Linked DNA regions of Zea mays: region 2 is linked to region 1. The links are chromatin contacts, called in public Hi-C maps. All regions are on one chromosome and are shown on one strand. The core of a region is the stretch at or near the end of the contact, and the rest is flanking DNA. Distances in the headings are between cores, read along the strand shown. Region 1 holds the start of LOC103643956 (lecithin-cholesterol acyltransferase-like 1). Region 2 holds the start of LOC100383262 (Core-2/I-branching beta-16-N-acetylglucosaminyltransferase family protein).

Region 1 (7,446 bases), core at 3,425-5,924:
TGAATATCTAATTAGCAAGAACCATTTGTGTACAAGTATTTGGCGGGTTCTTTTAGGATGTTATCCACTATTTTGCCACCTCTGATTCTCTGAATGATTCAATAAGGGTGCTTGAAATTTTGTTGTTGTTGTTTGCACAGCTTCGCCAATCACGTAAAGGGTAATTAAGATAAATCTGTTACATGAAAGTTTTCTTTCAGTAATCCTGCCCGACTGGATTAAACCTTGTTACCTTTTAATAACTAATAGATTGCTTATTTGACTATCATCCACAAGTTGCTTAAGCCTGCTGTGTTCTCTTCAGGGTGATCTGGAAATATTTTGGACGGACTAATGTTGGATGATTTGATGACACCATCATATATCGCAATGAAGACAGTAATGGTGAAGCGTCGCAAACTGTAGGTTTGTGGTGCAGCCATCATTAGCAGGGTGGTAGTTATTTATTCCGCACTTAGTAGTTTGCTACTATTCATGAGTTGGTTGTCCCTTAGTTTAAGTGATTCAGATTCAGAGGAGTGAACCAGGGGCGGATACAAGCTCCGCACCATTTGGTCCGTGGTCTGGAGCATAATTCATGTGTCTATAGTACAGCTCTCTATGGCCACTAGGGGCCTGAGCCCTACTCTTAGCCCAACTAACGAGTAGGTGCGACCAAGTAGTAACGTGTGCTAGCTAGAGTTTTGGCGTGGCGGCTCACAGGCATCAGAAGGCGTCGGCGTCGGCGGGTGTGCGAGCCGCGGCGCTGCATGAGCAACGGTAGACCAGACGTGCTTACGAGCGGCGGATCGAGGCGAGCGGTCACGATGGCGGATCAGCGACCACGAGCGATGGGAGGTGGCACGCCGGTGCCGCATCCATGCTTGCTGGCTTGTTGCTTGCCTTCTGAGGCTTCCACGGCATGGTCAGCCACGGATTCAGTTATTTATTAGTTAAGGCAGTTTTACGTTAAACTATAATTATCATGTTTAAATGATGTTTATATGTGCCATTATATATATATATATATATATATATATATATATATATATATATATATATATATATATATACAATTTATTTTTTGGCTAGTATAAATTTTTTATATCATATCCAGTCTAAATCCTGGCTCCGCCGACATTAAAAAATGCATTCGAGGACTACTAGACTGGTCCGAGACATGCTGCGGTCCTGAACCCGCATCTGGAGTCAACGTCGGCCTTCATTCCCTTTCATATTAAGGGCCTGTTTGGAGGTCTGACCTCCAATGCCACATCAAGCCTAAGGTGCGGCGGCCGATACGGCCGCCACAACTGTGGCGCGGCGTGGAAACCGGAGCGGTGATCCAAACATGCCTTAAATCTATAATTATAACTATTGGTTCAGTCATGGAAATCATAAAGCTCCTGCATGGACGAGAAACGGAGTCAAAGATCACTGGACTGGACGGGCGGCAGCATGCAGATTTCGCCGCCCGTTATCGAAGTAAAAAAAATGACCCTTTTTTTTTCGGTCCAAGAAGATTGCGTCAACATATGCCGGCGCAAACGAAGGACACAACAACAAGCTCTCATGGTCGCATCGCATACTTCACGATCGGCGGCGTTCAATCGACTTCACGGCCGGGGACATGTCACGTGCACCCGACATGGTTTTGCCCGATCTTTTGAAAAATGCAGACATCAGTCGGCACCGAGACACCGGGGAGACGGGGCCTTTTTGGTCCTTGACTCATGGTATATAGCTCTCTTTTTTTCAGCTTCTCTACTGGTGGTACACAATATGTCAATAATATATAAATACAACACTGGACAGTAGATGAACATGGACAGCTGCAGAGCCGAAATCTGTACTGAATTAAGCAACCCACAGACGGACGCACGTATTTTTCGCGTTTCTTTTTTATCACAAAACAGCAGATTTTATGTTGTGGTACTAGTACAGCGCACGCGGATTTTCTGGTGCAATGCAACGTCGGCCGGCCGGCGTTGGATTTATTAAGCTAAGCCGCGACGGCGACGCCAGCCCTACGAGCCGCCGTCCTGGACGACGGCCCCACGGCGCAGCTCTTGCTCCTGGGCCCCATCAGCGCCTGCGCCTTCTCCTCCTCGCCCAGCCCGAACTCGCACGGCCGGTCCTCGTCGATCCGGCCGATGGCCACGCTCTGGCTCCGCGGCCCGACGCCGGCGGGGGCCCTGGGCGGGCCGGCACGGGAGGCCGCCCTGATGAGCTCCCGCACGTCCTCGTCGGTGCCACCGCCCGCCGCCGAGCGGTAGAACCCGTGGCTCTGGCACCGCGGCATCGCCACCAGCCCCACGGGGGCCAGGCCTCCCCGGCCGCCGCCGCCCCCCGCGCAGGCCGCCATCCGGCTCACGTACAGGTCCCGCGCGCGGACCAGGGCGCGGAACGGCGCGCGCACGCACCGCCCTAAGATGGCCAGCGCGCGCGTCCCCCTGCTCGCCGTCACCGCCGCCGCCATGGTACGGTCTGCTGGCCTCGAGGGATCAAACGTACGTACGGGTTGCTTCTCGCTGTCTTGCACGTCGTAGCTCTGCTCTCGGGAGCGAGGTGGGTGGCAGTGTGGCACCTGGAAGTGGTACACTCCGAATCCGAACCTCCGATCTCCAGTAGCTGGGGCTCTGATGTAGTGTTATATAGGTGGAGGACATGCGACTCGTTCTCCGGCGAGTGGCTTGTCTGGATGGCTACGGACGCAGCTGCCAGCAGGGAGTACCTGAGTTCTGACCGATGCCCGTCTCGTTCTCGTTGGTTGCGCGTGACTGAACTCACGAGGCTGTCTGGCACGGCATGTTGTGACCTTGGGGTCTTGGTTTGGCCTGTTCAAGTCAGACGGGCGGGAGTCCCTGCTACCTGCTTGCGTCGACTCTTTCAAGTCGCATGGATCGACGGAGTCAGTCGGTCGCCGTGAGGAGAGAATCAAGGGTAGTGCGTTGCTTCTTTGTGTTTTTTTAATTATGAGAAGATATTTTAATTTATTTAGAAATATAAAAATATTCTATAATTTAAAAACAGAGCGAGTATTCTATACAGGATTATATCCTGGAGTTGAGGTCAATGGACACGGCCACACGGCTTTGATGATTTTCCCAGTTCGTTGCTAGTAGCAAGAGACGTCTTGTGTACGGTACAGGTGTACTGCGCCGTGTACAGAACTACAGATACAAGATAACAGCTGCAGCCACGTGGATGTACGTACAGTGGCAAGTTGCTACCACTTCCTGGAGAACGAAGCAGTCACGTCAAGCATTTCAGCGAGCACCCAAAAAACATGCAAGCTAGCTATTCAAAAGCCACGTTAATCGAGATTCATAACAAATAGTAAAAAGTTGTGTACGTGCAAACCTAATGTTGCAACTAATACGAGTACGGTATAATTAAAAAACAAAGAAATGCTTGAGCGCATGGATCACCTGCAGAGGGCAGACCAAAGACGTTCATTCCTGTGTCACGGGCACGTTTACTTGAAACAAAGTAAAAAAAACGAACAAATAGGTGGTAGAATAAACATTTCTCTTGAAACAAAGAAGAAAAAAAAAGCAGAAATATTCCAAACTCCGTACAGAATCCGTGTAGGCCCGTCGGAAGCCTACGATGTGTAGTGAGCAGATGAGGCCCATATCCAGCAGTCCAGCACAGAGGTTAGCCGTAGCGGCCCAGTTCGGCAATGTTTGGATCCAAGGAAGCGCATGGATTCAAAACAAGCAAGCCCAGCGCCTGTCCCTGTTCCTGTCCTTTGTCGCGTCCCCCGGCCCGATCCTGTCCGGCGATCGAAGGCAGCCGGTACGTGCTTCTCAGACTGACCGCAAAGGCTGCCCCTATGCAGCCCCCTCCCCTTGCATGGCGCGTGCAGTGGGCGCTCCACACGCGCAGCGGTGCCTCCTAGCCCGTCGTCCTTCTCTCTCTCCCCCTCAATCTAGCGTGTCACTGTTCATCACCCTAAACACTGTGCTGTGGGTACACGAGTAATTGTTAGTAGATAAAAAATTGATAGTTGGTATAGAAAATGATATTTTATAGTGGTAGTGGGGTATAAGGAGAGTATTTAGGGGGAACCGCTGCGGGAGATGGAAAAATAGGAGGAAAAATAGGGGGGAAAAGTGATATAGGGGGAAAAATTTAGGGGTAACGGTTGCGGATAGCCTCAGGCTGTGCGCAGCGGTCACAGCTAGCGATCCCCCTCCCCTTGCATGCCGTCTGTAGGGGGCACCCTACGGCCGCAGCGGTGCCCCCTACAGCACCCCCTACGCGTCGGCACCCTTCTCTCTCCCCCCAGATCTAGCGTGTCACTGTTCATCACCTTAAACACTGTGTTGTGGGTCCACGAGTAATTGTTAGTAGATAAAAAATTGATAGTTAATATAGAAAATGATATTTTATAGTTGTAGTGGGGTATAGGGAGTATTTAGGGGGAACTGCTGCGGGAGATGAAAAAATAGGGGAAAAAATAGGGAGGAAAAGTTATATAGGGGAAAAATTTAGGGGTAACGGTTGCGTTGCGGATAGCCTCAACCGCCGGGATCGCGTGACCGACAGCCCCGAGCCCCAGACCCGGCGACAGCAGGGCCCTCCAAGTCTACACGCACCGCGTACAAGTTACGGTACAGGGACATTAGTCGCTGTCATCGCGTAACCACGGAATAATTACGATGGCACAAGCTCGATCCGGACGGACGGACGCGCTTGCCTTGCCTCTACCCACTGCTGCAAAGCAAGGACGACGTAACCACTACCGTTACCGCGGGCCTTCTTGAGCGGCTCCAAGGGATCCAAGTAGCATTATCGCCAATCAGTAAGTAGGCTCCAAGAGCACCGTCCGTCACCACACAACAAAGTTAGCAAGTAGCAGTGACCACCTGATCCAAAAGCAACAAGTAGGATCATGGACGTGGGGAGGCGCCTTTCGCTGGCCCGCGTGCCAGCAGTGGCCGCGCTGATGGTTATGCTGTCGCTGAGTTCGTCCTTCTGCGTGTCGTCGTCGGCGGCGAGGGCGGTCGCCAGGCCTGGCGCCGCGGAGCAGCTGCAGCGGCACCCCGTGGTGCTGATCCCGGGAGCGGGCGGCAACCAGCTGGAGGCGCGGCTGACGGAGGGCTACGAGCCGTCCAGCCTGGTGTGCCGGGTGTGGCCACTCGTGCGCGGCCGCGGTGGCTGGTTCCGCCTCTGGTTCGACCCCTCCGTGCTTGTCGCGCCGCTCACCAGGTGCTTCGCCGAGCGGATGACGCTCTCCTATGACGCCGACGCCGACGACTACCGCAACGCGCCCGGCGTCGAGACCAGGGTCTCCGACTTCGGCTCCACCTCCACCCTCCGCGGAGGACCTCGACCCCAATCTCAAGTACCCAAAGCAACCATTTCCATTCGCTCAGCTTATTATATATGCTACGGTGAGTTCCAAGTGTCATCGGTCGATGACGTGACCTGAGACCTGACGACGAACAATCGACGCGTGCTACGTGCAGGCTCCTCACGGGGTACATGAACACTCTGGCGAGCACGCTGGAGGAGGCCGGCTACGAGGAAGGCCGCGACCTGTTCGGCGCGCCGTACGACTTCCGGTACGGGCTGGCCGGGCCGGGGCACCCGTCGCAGGTGGGCAGCGCGTACCTGCAGCGCCTCAGGCTGCTGGTGGAGTCGGCGTGCGCGGCCAGCGGCGGGAGGCCCGCGATCCTGGTGGCGCACAGCCTGGGCGGCCTCTTCGCGCTGCAGCTGCTGGCGCGCAGCCCGCCGCAGTGGCGCGCGGCGCACGTGCGGCGCCTCGTCACGCTCTCCACGCCGTGGGGCGGCTCCGTGCAGGAGATGCTCACCTTCGCCTCCGGCAACACGCTCGGGGTGCCCTTCGTCGACCCGTCCCTCATCCGCGACGAGCAGCGGACCGCCGAGAGCAACCTCTGGCTGCTGCCGACGCCCAGCGTGTTCGGCAACACCACGCTGGTGCTGTCGCGGGCCCACAACCGCTCCTACTCCGCCAAGAACATGACGCAGTTCCTCCGGGACATCGGCTTCGAGGAAGGCGTGGAGCCGTACCGCGCGCGGATACGGCCGCTCGTCGAGGCCCTGCCGGAGCCCGGCGTGCCCCTGACGTGCCTCGTGGGCACCGGCGTCGACACGGTGGAGAGCCTCGTGTACGGCGACCGCGGCTTCGACGAGGCCCCCGAGAAGGTGGTCTATGGCGACGGCGACGGGACGGTGAACCTGGCCAGCCTCATAGGCCCGATCAAGGCGTGGTCGGACTCGCCGGCGCAGGTCGTCGAGGTGGTGGAGCTGCCCAAGGTGTCGCATTCCGGCATGCTCAGCGACAAGAGCGCGCTGGAGCAGATCATAAGGATCATCGATTCTATCAACCTGAACGCCACGAGCTATCATCATTCCTCTTAGAATGTTTTGCTTTAGTAGACAACTAACGATGATTTCTTTTCACTTAAATCGGCGACAGCAGCTAGTTTTTTTTATTTGGAAAAAAGTTTATTGTTTTTTCTGTAAGGATTATCGGGATTTGCTTTAGCTGGTGCCTATTAGAGTTCTCTATGTATTTCTTAATCGTTATGAATAAATTTTTTTGGGAAAAAGTACATTTAACCAGGGTTTTAAAGTAGTTATCCAAATATACTATTCTAGATTTCTCGCTAATAAAAACAGAAAATAAAAATGGTTCTCTAGAGTTGAATCAAGATATAGGAAAAATATTGAAGAATGTAAAGTTATAAACATCTTATAATAAAAATAACTTTCTAAATAATAATTCAGAGAGTGAATAAAAACACTCTTCAAGATAGACATGCTTGTTGTTTACGTCCATAAAGATATAATTGTTGGAGACAGAATCCAACAGATAGGGAAAAAACTAAATTCTAGAGCAACTCCACCGGATTCATAAAAATAACCCCCTTTCCTTAAAAAACTAACATATACATGAAATGAAAAAAAATTAGAGTACATCCTCTTTTTCAATCCACTTTCACCGTATTTTTTTCTCCCTCTCCAAAACTTCCCTTAACCCCGCAAATGGAAAAAAAATCTCTGTATAACATATGCGAACTCGTCGGGATGCAGTGTCTCGTATTCGTGACTTGTAGGCCTACAAACAGAAGTCACAAGAAGCACCAAACTAGAGATGACAATGGGCCCCGATCCCCGATTCCCCGGGGGGAAGGTTCTCCCCCCGCGGGGATGTAAACGGGGAAAAAATCCTCCCCCGATGGGTAAACGGGGACGGGGATGGGGAAACCTTCCCTATCCCCGTTCCCCGCGGAGACCCATTAAACTTATATATGATGATATTTTCATATAATATATAATAATAAAAATAAATAATTACATTGTTAAGAGATAACTCGTTGTACAAATATGTTTATTTTGATGTACACATAATGAGTTCTAACATCTGACAATGTATATAAGTGACAATATTTTGTATTAATAAAAAAGAAAGTATGTTATAATTATAATTTA
Region 2 (7,446 bases), core at 1,689-4,188, 280 kb before region 1:
ATTCCTTATTATTCATTAAATAGTAAGGGATTTTAGCCTCATCAATTCCCTCCAATCCTCTTGCTCTCAAATAAGCTTGATTGGTACAACTGTACCCTTTGATTAGTCCAGTGTATGTCGAAAAAGGTAACGACATGGTTAGAGAGGAATGGTTTAACAACCTTAACTGCCAAGTTTACACACCCTGCATTCTGATCACAAACATATCCACATGTTCATCAACATCAGTTGCCCATTTCATAAGAGGTTCAAACAAAAGTAATGAAATGGCTTGGCGTCCCTCGGACCATGTAATCTAATGTCCCTCTTGTCTCATATATACGTCAAGTTCCATTGTGACAACAATTGTTACAACAAACACTGATGGAACCAAAAGTGACTAGGAGGTGGGAACCAAACTCCCCTTAAAAAAGCAAGAGATCATCGACGTGTAGTGCAGGCCTTAGCGGGAATCCACAGAGCGGCACCCAAGGAGTCTTCCAAGCTATAGCTGTGGGAACATCAGTTTTCTTTTCTGAAGATTTGAACCATATTCTTCCGAAGGAACCAAGAAATACAGGGTCATATGATCCGTTGTAGGTTCACCATACAAACTACTAAAACATGTCCTTATAAGTAAAATACATGCTGTAATACAGTATATATACCCTGTAAAATGATCACCTGGAGGAGGTGGGCAGCAATGTCCATGGCTGCGTCAATTCTTCCACCGAAATATCTCCACACACGCAATGATCCACAGTGACCTAACAAAGAAACTACAGGAGCAGCAGGATGCACCGATCAAAACAAAACGACCATTAACCAAAACCGAGCACAGTGGGTGCTAACTCTAACAATGGCTGCAACGCGCTCGGAGCGAACTTCCGAGCAAACAAGAAGCACACCGTCGTATTCCGGCCGTTGTATAGGCAGGTCTCTCCCCCTCGAACCCCCTTCAAGAACTCCTCCGTGATGTCACCCCGACCAAACGTGGCTGGATGCGCCGAGTTGGGACCCCCTCTCGACCAGTCCACCCAGGTGGCGGTCCTGTTGGCCAGCTTGTGCGGGGCTTCGATCTTGAGCATCGTCTGGATGTAGTGCTCGTCGGCGTAGCATCCGGGCCTGCAGAACTGCTTGAACTTCGGATAGTACACCGTGTCCTCGACGATCGCGACGGCGAGGTCTCTGTCTGCTTCGAACCACTGCCAGCCTTTGCGCCACTGCTCGAGCTCGACCTCGGGCGCCATGTTCAGGTTGTACCGCCCTCTCCCGTCTCTTCCGGGATCATCGATCGACATGACGAAGCTGTGGCTTGAATTCTGGAAATATTCGTAGGTCGTGTTGAAATCGAAGAGGGGAATGCATGACTCGGACACTAGCACGAACCACTCGTTGGATATGTCCAGTAGAGCGTTGGCAAGCAGACGTCTCTCAGCGTCACACATAGTCATCTGGCCCCATTGCACAGCCTGTATGTAATCAGCACAAGTTTCAAACTAATATGCCATCATCAGGGGTATGGGTACCTCAATACAAGAGACAAGCTAGAGAAATCACTTCTCCAGTTTATCAAATAACACTACCCACTGCGATATATATGTAACATGAAAGTAATGCATTTTTTTAGATAAACGTTGCCCCATACACATTGTAATATCAAAAGTACTACAATAACAGTCAGTGATAAATATTAAACATCTATAGAGTATAGACAGAACTTTTAACAGAGTTATTAACCTAGATAGATATATATGTTCTTAACCTCTGCACCACAGGAACGGTCGATTTCCTCGAAAATCAAATCAAAACAGCAATCATCTCAATGCTTTTGACTGGCTTGCATTGCTTATGTCTTGTTTATCAGTTTACAGTAAGTGCTAGTCTAATAATATAGCATCACAATAATTCAGTACTTTAATCTATATACTTTCCTTATTGGAATTCGGAAAATACTCCTTCCAATCCATCAAAGTGACAGAAATAGGTAGTATTTAGTAACGACTTGTCAGATCGCGTGCGAAGTAGTAGTTGAGTACAGCTAGAATGGAGTTCGATTTCGTATGAAGGTGACGGAACAAACATGCATTCCAGGCGCTAGATTGGAGCTTGTTTTCGTAAGCCAGAGGGGATCGGAGGCGATGAGCAGACCTTACTGGGGATTTGGCGACGGTAGAAGACGGAGTTGGAGGTGAAGTTGGCGCGGTATAGAGGCATCGTGTGGACGTAGATGGAGTAGCGGTCCTCGTTCCCCCGGAAGAAGCGCTCCCAGAGCGGCGCCAGCGGCAGCGGGCCGTGCGTGAGGAACATGAACGCCACCTTGGGCACGCGCTGGAATGGGTACCCGCTCCGGCCGCGCATTCGCGGCGCGTACGACGCGAGCCAGAGCAGCTCCTCGTCCGTCATCGCGTGCTGCGCGCGAGCCGGGGGGCGGGTCCACCGCTCCAGCCCCTCCTCCGGCTCCGGCTCCGCCGCTGCAGCCGCCCCGAGGCACGGCCGGAACAGCGCGGGCGCGACCGCCGCCATCTCCTCCGCGTGCCGCGCCAGGAACACGCCGAACGCTGACAGCCCCATCACCACGCCGAACAGCATGAGCCCCAGGAACAGCTTGAGCATCCCCGCAGGGAACACCCTGCGCTGCTCCTGCGCTGCGGGCAGGATGGCGGCCTGCTTCGCCTCCTCCACGGATTCCACCCGCATCGCCATCGCCATCGCGGCCCCCGGCTAGGATTTCTTTCGACGCCGTGGAATGGAATTCGTTCCTCCCCGTATTTGGGCGCGACCATCGCAATGCCTCCGGACGACGCGGATCATGTGTGGCACTGGCACGCGCTCCAGGTCTGACCCTTCTCGGGCCGGGGTCGCGGCGGCGCGCACGATTGGGCTGGCGCGAACTCCGATGTGGCCATGCGGGTGGTGGTGGGATTTGTGTGGGTGGCGCCTCGAGAGCTGGGACGCGGGTTGCCTTTGCCTTGCCTGCACGCTCAGATGCTCTCGTGTCCCGTGTTGTGTCTCGTCAACGGAGGTGGTGGGTGTTGGGCTTCGGGGCTTGAGGCACTGGTGAGATGGGCCGACCCTAGCCTATTTAGACGTGGCCTATTTATGTTAGACATATGCATGGACTATTTATGCTAGACATGGCATAAGAGTTTGTTTTTGGGCCGGGCTAGAACAATGGCACGACAGACAAATTATCAAAAGATTCTTCAAGTTTCTTGTCCTCCATCTAGTGTTGAAGTCTTGCTTCTGAAGCCTGCCAGTCCTTAATGCAGGGAAGTATCTCTACCATCTCTGGGCTCAAGCGACACCACCAGAGTGCAACAGACAAACCAGGAGAGCTATAAACAACTAAAGGCTATACGAACACTTTCACTTAGCCCTTCAACATGGATACATATACAATACAACTTTTAGAGCAGTGATAAAATCTCCTTTCCAGCCTCGAGACAATGCAAACTGATCTTTCTTCAATCAATTCTGGAAGATTCTATTGATGGTCAGTCCAATCCATAGAAAGTAACATATTTAGGCACATATCAATTAAGCTAATATGGTTTTATGCATTGGAATTGAATTCTAAGAATCTAAACGAGACGTAAGAAGAAATGGATTGAGATTAGTATGCCTCCAGTATTAATGTATAATGAAGAAAGAATTCCATCACTCAAGTCTGATCTCATTCCGGGTAAGAAATGCCCTACTGAGGGTGGCCAGGTGATAATAGAAGTTATTTTTTTTAATATTGTCCTTTTATGAATCCGGATTGAATAAGACCGGCCCGAGGGTGGATCAAGGATGCATTTTTTGAATGGAGTCTTCTCTCTAAATATTTTCGAGAAATATACCGGGCCAAACCTTCTGAGCTAACTGCACCCTAACCATTTTCAGAGAATCATTCCTCCCCCACTCTCTACCCCTAAAAAAGAAAATGCATTCATTCGCACTGTGCTTGACTTTCGCTCCTATAGCACTAGCACTCTAGCACGTGAATGCCTATTGGCTCTAGTATTGTGCTCTTTGCTTTTAGTCTCGCTTGCTATGAAACTTCCACTAAAAAAGAAGAATTTCCACACCCACCGACTGCAGAAGCTCAATCAATGGCCACTACCGACAAGGGGACAATATAGCTGCTTTGAACATGCATCCAGCACCTTGAGTCACTATCAACCAAAAAACAAGCGATATAGGAGGTAGACTGCCCGCTCCACAATGAGTGAAGAGTGCAGTAGAGCTAGAGACATCCTTCATGAAAGCAAATTGATCTAATCAGTTGGATAGTGCTTGAAAAGCTATTCCTCACTAGCGTTGTCTTGTCTGTTCTTGTTCTGGATTGGGGCACGGGTTTTCTGTAGATCCTCGATGATTCTGCTAGATATTCTAAAAATAAACTCTGAAGATATGGTAGAAGCAGACATGGTTAAAACATTAAACGTCACCTATACAGAGGGTGAATAAGCAAAACCTGAAATTTACAAACTTAAGCATAAACTTCAACCCTGGATTAGCGTTAGAAGGTGTATAAAGTCAATAGGAGTGCGGGAGAGGTGTTCTTCTTGCCAAGAGTTGCACTAATGATCGTGGAATTACTTGGGTGCAACTCAAATTGATATGAGATCAATTGCAAGCAAGAGAATATGAGAGAGGGGAGAGGAGGAATAAAATCGCAAAGTAGAGATTAACATGAAGAACACGAGCAATTTGTTTCCTGAGATTCGGTTCCTAAGAACCTACTCCCCGTTGAGGAGTCCACATAGGACGGGTCTCTTTCAACCTTTTCTCTCTCTCAAATGGTCGCTTAGACCGGTTGAGTGCTTCTTCTCAAACTCGAGGGTCACTTAGACCTCACAAGGATCACTGCACACTTAGTTTTTTCTTGCTGGCTTACAAGTGAATGAGAATTTAGAAGGGTGAGGAAGAAAGCACGATCAATAAAACCAAGCAACAAGAAAACACAAGGTCACACACTCTTTAGAGTCTCTCCAAGGCACTTAATCACTAATGATCACAAATCATAAATGTGGCACTTGGAGGAGTTTTGAGGCTTTGAGTGTGGCTTAAAATGAAGTTTTGCTCTTTGTAATTAATGAGAGTTGTGGAAGCTTGGATGCTATTAAAGGGGTGGTTGGGTTGTATACATAGCCTCCAACCACCTCCTAGCTGTTGCTACTTTTCTGCCATACGCGGACGGTCCGCGCTTCTGGTCCAGACGGTCTGCCCCTGTAAGATCAATAACTGGATTGCAACAGTTAGTTACAATGGCTATAATCGCATTAAATGTGTTGTCAGATGTAAGATAAAGCCTATTGTGAACTGTCCAGTCATGCCTCCGAATGATCCACGTGGACGCTAAAATTCCTTTTACCAAATCTGGCACCCTCAGGTTGGTCTGATTTCCAATAGACGCACGATTCACATAAGAAACCGGACGGTCTGCATGTGGTGTTGGACAATTTTTCTTTTTTCTTCGGACAATTCATAGTAGATTAGTTGAATTTGACATAGTTCATGTTTGATCTGTTCCTTGGTACTCCAAACGGTCTGGGGCAAGGGCCCGGATGGTGCACGACATCCTGATTTTGAGATATGATCTTCCTTGAAGTACCTAATTTCCTAACTTAGCAAACTAGTTAGCTCAATTAGTTGTGATGGACGTCAAATACCAAAATAAGTGTTGGAATGGTTTTTAGGCCTATTTCCCTTTCAAACATCTCGAGTTAAATTGAAAGTACCAGATAAGTAAACATGTTTTTCATGCCACTAATTTAAGATGTTTAGGCTAAAATTAAGATGGGTGATAGTGTTACTACCCAAATAGGTCGAGAATTTAGAACTAATACCCATAGTAGCTCCACTAGTGCTTGATCTTACAACGAGGCACTTGAAGATGTTCTTGTAGATAGAAGAGGGGTGGAGAAAGGGTTACCAACACTAAAAAATGTCAAATGTATCATCGTCACCAGCGCTTCAAAAATATCATCATAAGCACTTTTTTCTTACTAGAACCGATGGTTGTCAAGTCCTTTGCAACCTAATTGCACCAAACTTGTCATCATATTGCTTAAATATGCTAGAAATGTGAGCTTTTACCTTAGTTAAGTAAGCAAAATAAATTGTACCAATAAGTTTAGATAGCAACATAAAGACACGGTGAAACCCTTCAATTTAGCTCTAGGATCCTAGATAAATGCTATAGAATAAAGCAAAGGAATATTTCTCCGACACTTAAGATAGACATCTTGCATAGAAGCAACCATAGGCCTAAGCAACCTATCATTCTCATAATGCTTCAAGTACTTAGATATTAGAATAAATTGATGCAACATAAGTGAAGCTATAGGATAATAAACACTAGAAAGTTCAATAGTAGAATCATAAAACAATTCAAGGAACGATAATACCTTATCTACAACGGTCCAATGGTCATCTATCAAAAGTAAAGGCTCCTTGTCATCCATAGGATAGTTAGTCTCAACAAACACAATAAATGTTGTTTCGTATGGGATAAGATGCTTAAGCATGAGGTACATAGAGTTCCACCTCACATCCATATCTAAAACCAAACTTTCTCGGACAAACATTAATGACAATGCAATATCTCTTAAATGCAACAATGCGCTAGTTAGGAGAATTTATGAAAGAAATTACAGTTCTAGATACTTTAAGATATTTCTTGATCACATCCAAAGCATATTTAACTATAAGATTAAAATGTGACAAGTATGACATTGATGCAAGAACATTTCACCAACATAAGCAGATAGTGTAGGAGTTAGCTTGGCAATGGCATTTGTCGGGGACCATAATTAGGGGTACCCCCAAGACTCCTAATCTCAGCTGGTAACCCCCATCAGCACAAAGCTGCAAAGGCCTGATGGGTGCGATTAAGTCAAGGCTCGGTCCACTCAAGGGACCCGATCTCGCCTCGCCCGAGCCCAGCCTCGGACAAGGGCAGCCGACCTCGGAGGATTCACGTCTCGCCCGAGGCCCCCTCAAGCAACAGACACACCTTCGGCTCGCCCGAGGCCCAGTCTTCGCCAAGAAGCGACCTTGGCCGGATCGCCACACCGACCGACCGTATCATAGGAGCATTTAATGCAAGGATGGCCTGACACCTTATCCTGACGCATGCCCTTCAGTCGACAGAGCCAAAGTGACCGCAGTCACTTCGCCGCTCCACTGACCTGCCTGACAAGAAGACAACGCCGCCTGCGCCACTCCGACTGCTGTGCCACTCGACAGAGAGAGGCTGACAACAGTCAAGTCCGGTTTCGGGCACCATAGGAAGCTCTGCCTCGCCCGACCCCAGGGCTCGGACTCGGCCTCGGCCCCGGAAGACGACGAACTCCGCCTCGCCCGACCCCAGGGCTCGGACTCGACCTCAGCCCCGGAAGACGACGAACTCCGCCTCGCCCGACCCCAGGGCTCGGACTCGGCCTCGGCCCCGGAAGACGACGAACTCCGCCTCGC

The links. A called contact is a pair of places that touch in the nucleus more often than the background predicts.
Region 2: a contact with region 1 is called in a Hi-C map of tassel, with 2.6 times the contacts expected there. The contact joins the promoter of LOC100383262 here to the promoter of LOC103643956 in region 1. A contact is called at or near these places in 2 of 25 Hi-C or Micro-C datasets (ear and tassel).

The regions. Positions count from the first base shown.
Region 1 is chr1:279,101,533-279,108,978 of Zm-B73-REFERENCE-NAM-5.0, reverse strand. It overlaps LOC103643956 (lecithin-cholesterol acyltransferase-like 1), which reads left to right and starts at 4,674. Exons shown (of 3, transcript XM_008667126.4): 1 at 4,674-5,311; 2 at 5,313-5,332; 3 at 5,457-6,573. The coding sequence starts at 4,880. The coding sequence ends at 6,372. LOC103643957 (FHA domain-containing protein At4g14490) reads left to right here. Exons shown (of 2, transcript XM_008667127.3): 2 at 305-586.
Region 2 is chr1:279,384,723-279,392,168 of Zm-B73-REFERENCE-NAM-5.0, reverse strand. It overlaps LOC100383262 (Core-2/I-branching beta-16-N-acetylglucosaminyltransferase family protein), which reads right to left and starts at 2,938. Exons shown (of 2, transcript NM_001175922.1): 1 at 2,131-2,938; 2 at 515-1,451. The coding sequence starts at 2,691. The coding sequence ends at 801.